2 separate regions of the Sus scrofa genome follow, and region 1 is linked to region 2. The links are chromatin contacts, called in public HiChIP or PLAC-seq maps. All regions are on one chromosome and are shown on one strand. Each heading gives the region's core, a stretch centred on a gene start, on an enhancer-like site or on the middle of the called end of the contact. The rest is flanking DNA. Distances are from core to core; before and after follow the strand shown.

What was found. HiChIP or PLAC-seq counts read pairs in DNA pulled down with a chosen protein or histone mark.
Region 1: an H3K27ac HiChIP or PLAC-seq map of alveolar macrophages shows a contact between it and region 2. The contact joins the promoter of CLCN7 here to the promoter of MSRB1 in region 2. A contact is called at or near these places in 1 of 5 promoter capture datasets (fetal liver) and 1 of 2 datasets of contacts at active chromatin or transcription factors (alveolar macrophages).

The regions. Positions count from the first base shown.
Region 1 is chr3:40,396,153-40,399,614 of Sscrofa11.1, forward strand. It overlaps CLCN7 (H(+)/Cl(-) exchange transporter 7), which reads left to right and starts at 1,655. Exons shown (of 26, transcript XM_003354661.4): 1 at 1,655-2,024; 2 at 3,237-3,462. The coding sequence starts at 1,962. It overlaps LOC106507362 (a long non-coding RNA gene), which reads right to left and starts at 3,236. Exons shown (of 3, transcript XR_001303285.2): 1 at 2,369-3,236; 2 at 626-816.
Region 2 is chr3:40,014,728-40,018,419 of Sscrofa11.1, forward strand. It overlaps MSRB1 (methionine sulfoxide reductase B1), which reads left to right and starts at 2,434. Exons shown (of 4, transcript NM_001097460.1): 1 at 2,434-2,550. The coding sequence starts at 2,496. RPL3L (60S ribosomal protein L3-like) reads left to right here. Exons shown (of 9, transcript XM_021086793.1): 5 at 6-192; 6 at 269-429; 7 at 639-740; 8 at 1,463-1,582; 9 at 1,836-1,975. The coding sequence ends at 1,892.

The DNA of each region.
Region 1 (3,462 bases), core at 405-2,904, 380 kb after region 2:
GGGCTCTGCCTCCACAGTAAAGGTTATGGGACCCAAACTTCCTGCAGCTCCGCTGGCACGAAGTACTCCACTGTCGCAGGTATGCTCCCCATTCAGCTGCGTGGGCGTCTGGGCTGTGCCACTGTGGGGCGTAACTGCCCCATCCTTTACGCATCCAGCTATCGGGTGGGGGTCTGTGCCACCCAGGAGCGGAGGCCGTCATGCTCAGTCGCCAACAAGGGGCCGCCGGTTGCTTTTCAACCAGCAGGTATCACACCCAGCTCCCTTCTGTAACTGAGACCAAAACCGTCTGGGCTGTCACACTTGTCCTGACCTTTGCCGAAAGCCCCACCCAGACCCATCTTGAGTGACACATACGTGGAGCTCAAACGGTCGCCCAGGTCAAACACCTGCAAGGCTTGGGCCACCCTGTTGGTACATTTCGCAGCACAAAACTCATCTCTGCCCCGTGGTCCAGTCCCACGTTGCCCCCTTTCATGTCAGGGCACAGGATGGTCCCAACAACCGGGCTGAAAGGGGAATAAATGCCCTCCGCTCCCCTTGGAGTCCCCAGGACACTCTCAGGTCTCCCCCGGGGTTGGCCCGTATCTTATCCACAGCAGCCTCAGGATAAGCCTTGTCTTACCTGACCAGACAACTGCTCAGACTTGACCGACGATCCAGGCCCCTGCAAGTTGGCTTCATCGATTGCCAGCCCCGTGACTTCAGATGTGTTGCCCCGCTTCACACCAGCCATCCAGGTGAGTTACAAGGGCTCTGAGCCGTCCGTATGACACCCATCTCTTCTAGCTCAGCTGCAGTCCCCGTAATTTCCTCCTGGCCTCCAGAGAGAGTACTCTTTTGTGGTGTGCCTGCCTCGGAACTGGCAGCTGCCCAGGGGGAGGCTTAGCAAGTCCCCGCACCACTGCCTTCACCACACGTGCCCAGAGGCCCAGTTCCCCCACTGGAGTCTGTAACCATAGCCCTCAAAGCCCATCTACCCCTAGGTTACACTCTGGGATTGGGGACCCACAAACCCTGTGTTCCCTCGGTGTCACTCATCCGATTCCTAAGATAATTTTTTTTCTTTTTAGGGCCACACCCTCGGCACATGGAGGTTCCCAGGCTAGGGGTCCAATCAGAGCTACAGCTGCTGGCCTGCACCTCAGTCACCACAATGTGGGATCCAAGCCTTGTCTGCAAACTACCCCACAGATCACGGCAACGCCAGATCCTTAACCCACTGAGCGAGGCCAGGGCTCGAACCTGCGTCCTCACGGCTGCTGGTCAGATTCGTTTCCTCTGAGCCAGGATAGGAACTCCCCTAAAGGTAACTTTATATCATGCACTTTAATGCTGAGGCCACCACATCCATCTATATACAATCTGGGACCTTGGAATTTCTCCAGGCTGCCACGAGGAGCGGGTATAGCGAACTCCACATATGGCCACAGGTCCCCATCTGTCTCCTGCAGACGGGCACCTCCGCCTTGCTGCTGACTCTCCTGCGGCTGCTGCCACAATAAGGGATGCAAATCCAGTAACCTCCGCCTTTGCCCTGTTCAAAGATAAACAGGGTGTCCTCCCCCTGCGGGACTGTGGACACCAAACGGCCCTCCAAGCGATCCGCTCGTGCCCAACCTTTTGACTCCTTAATCCCCTCTTCGGGCGTGGCCATGCGCCGGCACTGCCATGAAGTTCTGATCTTCCTGGAGCTGCTGCCATAATTCTAGTGACTCTGCATTAGGCGTGCCATCTCTCTTGGTTCGATCCACCCCTGCCCCCGCGGGGTCTCTCCACATTTGGGTGCGGGTGGCTCACAGGCTTGTTCTTCCTCATGAAGGGGGTCCCAGCCTATCCAGTAACCACAGGAATCCCCTTCCCCTGGCGCCTGCTCTCGGCCTCGTCCCAAATCGTGGTGATTACTTCATCTCTCCTTCCCCCCACACGTGGAGCCGAAACGACTGTTCAAGACTCAAAAGATGCTGAGGGGCACTCTGCAGCACAAGGGCCCTCATTCCTGCTGCAAAACACTCATCAGACTCGTGAGTATTAACAGTAAACATAGCTTGTCGCAGTTTAAGTTCTCGTAACACCTGCCAATCCGGCATACCTTTGCCACTTAACACTTTTGGGTACCCCTCCCCTGCCCACACAGTCCGCACGACTGCTACCACCCAGTCCAGCAGGGAATGGCCACCTTGGCCTTGCTGCTGACTCTCCTGCGGCTGCTGCCACAATAAGGGATGCAGGGTCACCAAAGCCAACTTTTCAATTTCCTGGGCAGAATAATACCATCCACCCTTCGATCCCACAGTCTCAATAATCAGGCAGCCAGTGGTTCACCTGGCTGTTGGCGAAACTGTTTGCCCAGGTCCACAAGCGCTACCTGAGTGTAAGGGCGTAAGCGGTGAATTCTGTCGTCTGTGGGGGCTCAGCAGCATGACCCCCTGGGGCCATTGGCGGCTGTTGCTTCACCTTCTGAGTCACTACAGACTCAGCGGGGGTAGGAGCTTCCTCTTCCTCATCCGAAGGCTCTCTCATCTCAGTGGGGGTGGACGGGTCCTCTTGGGATCAGCACCCCTCCTGTCAAGTTTCCAAACTCTTGCTGAGGACAACCACTTCCTCCTGCAACTCTCATGCCCAGCAGATTCACTCAGCGTGGCCTCTGACTCTGCCTTCAGGGCTGTAAGGAACACCCACCCACAGCCCCGGCGGCCCAGCAGGCACTCTGCTTTTCCAAAGCCCACCCTGCAGGACTTCCTCTGTCTATACAGGGGACCGGTCCATCTCGGGCTATTCCCAGGAGGGCGCCCAGGCAGAGAAGAGGCTGGCCACCCAGGACCACATACTCTTGGGCAACCACCCTTCCACTCCTCCCAAAGGGCCCGAAGTCTCCATACCCCACTGTGGCGAATCCTGCCCACTACACCAATAGTATTGCAGTCGCTCGAGACCAGGCAGGTGCAGCCTGGATTCGGGCGACCTAGAAAAGGGCCCAGGCGCTGCAGGTTGGTCAGACATCCCTTTATTGGCATCGAAAAGCAGCACCAGCGGGGGCACGGAAAGTCCCTCTTACATCCCCCTACACAAAGCCGGTATTTGCCAAGACGTCATCGAAGGGGCAGCAGGCATCACATTCTACTGCGCATGCACCTGCATAGTCACTTTCAGGGAACACTTGGCTCCTTCGTCCCTCGCCGGGGCAATATGGCGGCTAGGAGAAAAGGGCCCGATTTCCTCCATTTTCCCTACAGATGGGCTCAGGGAAGCGTGACCCAGGAAGCCCTCAGGGCCATGCCGTGTCCTTAGCACAACGTGGTAGCAGGTCCCCACCCGCACTCCGCGGTGGCTACACGGAGCTGCCCCACCCGCCCCAGGCGGCGCTGGGCGGCAGGACTACAACTCCCACAAGACGCCGCGCTCCCCGCGGCCGCCCTCACGCGGGGCCGCCGAATCACGTGACCGCCGCCTGTCACGTGG
Region 2 (3,692 bases), core at 1,184-3,683:
TACAGATGAAGCTGCTGCCCTTCCGGCAGAAGAAAGCCCACATCATGGAGATCCAGCTGAATGGTGGCACTGTGGCTGAGAAGGTGGCCTGGGCTCAGGCCCGGCTGGAGAAGCAGGTGCCAGTCCATAGCGTGTTCAGCCAGAGCGAGGTCATTGATGTCATCGCCGTCACCAAGGGCAGGGGCGTCAAAGGTAGGGCTGGGTGGGGGTGCCTGGAGGGGGTGGGGGCCCAGCTGGCCTCTCAGCCGCCAGCCCCTCCCACTTGCAGGGGTCACGAGCCGCTGGCACACCAAGAAGCTGCCTCGGAAGACCCATAAGGGGCTGCGCAAGGTGGCCTGTATCGGCGCCTGGCACCCTGCCCGTGTGGGCTGCTCCATTGCCCGGGCTGGGCAGAAAGGCTACCATCACCGAACGGAGCTCAACAAGAAGGTGTGTCCCAAGTCCGGGGTGGGGGGGGGCGGGGAAGAGGAGGGATGCCCTTGACCACGCCCCAGTGGGTGGGGTGCATGGCCCCCAAAGGTGCTGAAATGCCCCCACCAGGGCTAGGTCAAAGGCCACGTCCTGATGGGTGCGGACATACTGCCGGCCCCGGGGGCCACCTGCCGTCCCCTCAATGCCATGCCGTGTCCTCGTGACAGATCTACCGCATTGGGCGAGGGCTGCACATGTCGGATGGGAAGATGGTTAAGAATAACGCGTCCACCAGCTACGACATGACCGACAAGTCCATCACACCGCTGGTGAGGGGCGGCGGCCAGTTCCGCTGAGGCAGCAGGGTGTGTGTGGGGTGGCTGGGGCCCCCCAGGGGGACCAGACCCCTGCCGTTCCTGTTCCTGCATCCTCACCGCCTTCTCTGCAGACAGTTATACTCCAGCTGCTGTTTCAGAGTGTGGAGTGCAGCTGCTCTGACTGTAGCAAGAACCCGAGCTGCAGCAGCTGCCAGGCCTGGGGCAAGCGACCCTCTGAGCCTGGTTCCCCCGCTGTAAAATGCAGATTATTAAGATAATTATGGAAAGGACTTAAGGCATGGCTCACAGGCTGGCCTGATTAGTGATTCAGAGTGTTGTCGCCCAAGGCCAGGGGAGTCCTCCTAGGGACCCCAGCAGCCCCCTAACTCAGCAGCCCCTTTCCCGGACCCACCTTCCCCGCAGGGTGGCTTCCCCCGCTACGGGGAAGTCAACAACGACTTCGTCATGCTGAAGGGTTGCATTGCAGGCACCAAGAAGCGGGTCATCACACTGAGGAAGGTCAGGTGGGGCAGTGGGCCGGAGAGTGGGAGGCCTGTGGGCTGTCGGGGGGCTGGGGGGCTGGCCTGCGCTGGAGAGCCAGCGATGGGTCATGGGGAGAGCAAAGAGGGACGGACCCAGCTAGGTGAGCCAGGCACTCCTGGATGACCTGGGGTGACGGGAGGGGCTTGGCGGGGACCTCCTGCCTTGACGCTCCCCTCCCCCACGGGCCCCAGTCCCTCCTGGTGCACCACAGCCGCCGGGCCCTGGAGAACGTTGAGCTGAAGTTCATCGACACCACCTCCAAGTTCGGCCACGGCCGCTTCCAGACAGCCCAAGAGAAGAGGATCTTCATGGTGAGCCCATCCGCCTTGCTCTCTGGGGCTCAGACACCACATCCCTCCTGCCCCAGCGTGGGGCGGGCGTGGCACGCGTGCCTCCACACGCATCCGCAGGAGGGGCTCTAGGGGTCCAGCCCTGGGCACTGATTCTTGCCGGAAACGAAGGAGGGGAGGGACCAGTAGGAGGGGCAGCAGGGCCGACTCTTAGTATCCCAGGCGGCTAGTTAGACCCCTGTGACTAACGCTCCTCCTGTCGCTCGCCCTCCAGGGTCCGCAGAAGAAGCATCTTGAGAAGGAAACGCCGGAGACCTCAGGAGACTTGTAGGCAGGATGGGATGGAGGGAGCCTGAAAAACGCGATGCAACCCCTTCCTGAGCCCCCTAATAAAAGCCAGAGGCAACTCCTCCAGTGGTGTTTCAGATGTGGGGGCAAGGGAAACCTGGTCAACGGCCGGTAGCCTGGTGCTTCACGCCAGGAAAGGATGAGACCCGCCGCGGTTCAGGGTGCACCGAGGTCGCCATCCTAAACCCAGCGCAGCTCAGCGGCGCCCCCTGGTGCTCGGGGACGCGGCGGCAGGGGCGGGGCCTCGGGATGCTACAAGGGAGTGGTCCTCAGTGGTGGGCGTGGCCTGAGGGGAAGAGGGAGCCCGTCCTCGGAAGGGGGCGGGGCCTGCTGGAGGCAGGAACCAGAACCTTCTTCCGGCGGGGGATTGGTCTGTGAAAAAGGGGCGGGTCAACGGGAGGCGAACCCTGAGAGGGTGTCTCACTCCTCTGGATGTGATTGGTTCCCCTGGGGGCGGGGCCTCGAGGTGCCCGGCCCATCCTGCGTCCCGGCGCGATTGGTTCTCGGGAGGTGGGGCGGGAGGCAGGCTCAAGACCCTGCGGTGGAGCTGTGTCCTCGGTTCCGCCGGAGCTTCCCCGTCGGCGCCATGTCGTTCTGCAGCTTCTTCGGGGGCGAGGTTTTCCAGAACCACTTTGAGCCAGGTAGGATCTGTGGCTTCGTGGGAGGACAGAGGAGCAGTGACGCGTATTGGAGGGGGCGTCCCTGCCCTCGGGGTGGCGATGGAGCCCCTGAGCTCCGGGAATGGGGGGCGAGTGTGAGGAATTTGGGGATCCGGGAGAGTAATGGTACCTGAGGGAAGCGGCACATTAGGGGGGGGGTCTCTGTCCTCAAAGAGGGCAGGCCTTGAGTGTGAGCGTGGCCATTTCCGAGGAAATCTGCGGGGTCAAGGAACATGGAGGCGGTGACACCGTTGTCGGTATCCGTGCCTGGGATCGCGGCTTTAGAGCGAGCCGGTGGAAGGTCTTGTCCAGGGGCAGCTCCTGTGACTGGGCTTCCTTTCCTTGGGGCATTTCCCTGATACTACACCCCCCTTTTTCCTTGGCGGTTCCCCAGACCTGCGGGGTAAACTGGAAAGTACAGAAGGGCGTGTTGGGATCCAAATGTGACGGCCTGGGCGCCTCCCCCACCTGTCCAGGGCCCCCAGGGTTGGGTAACCTGGAGTGCTGCCAGGCTGCCAATGGCCTGTGAAGTTTGACTGGACAGCCTGGGCCGGGTGGGAGGGGTGGGAGGTCGGGGGCTGAGTGGTTGGTTTGGGGCATGGCCCCCCTCAGCCCTGGCCCCAGGCCCCAGGCTCCGTTGCCTGGTAATGGACTAATTTGGTAAGAACATTCTTGCAGGCAAGGCCAGGGCAGCAACTTACTCCTGGGGCGGGATTTACTCAGGGTCAGCCCCTTAGGGGGATGGGTTGTGACACCCCCGCATCTATGTGAGCCAGCTGTGATACAGGGCCCTCTGCCCAAAGTCCTCCCCTTAGACCCTCTGGTTGACCTCAGGCTACTCTGCCAGGCTGGAAACTCCACTCCCACAACAGCTCCCCGTTCCTCTTCCCTTCCTCACCAGTTGCTGGTAAAGGTTGGGTAGGTCTCAGACTCCAGGGCTGTCTCCAGGTGGAGGGAGGGGGAGAGGGGGCCTGAAGGGTGACTCAGTACCCTGGAGAGCCCCCAAGCAACTTCCTGTTCTGCAGATCAGTTTTGCAACCTTTTTTTTTTTTTCTTCCCCCTTCAAAGTGATTTTTTTTTTTTTTGTCTTTTCTAGGGCCACTCCCTCTGCATATGGGGGTTCC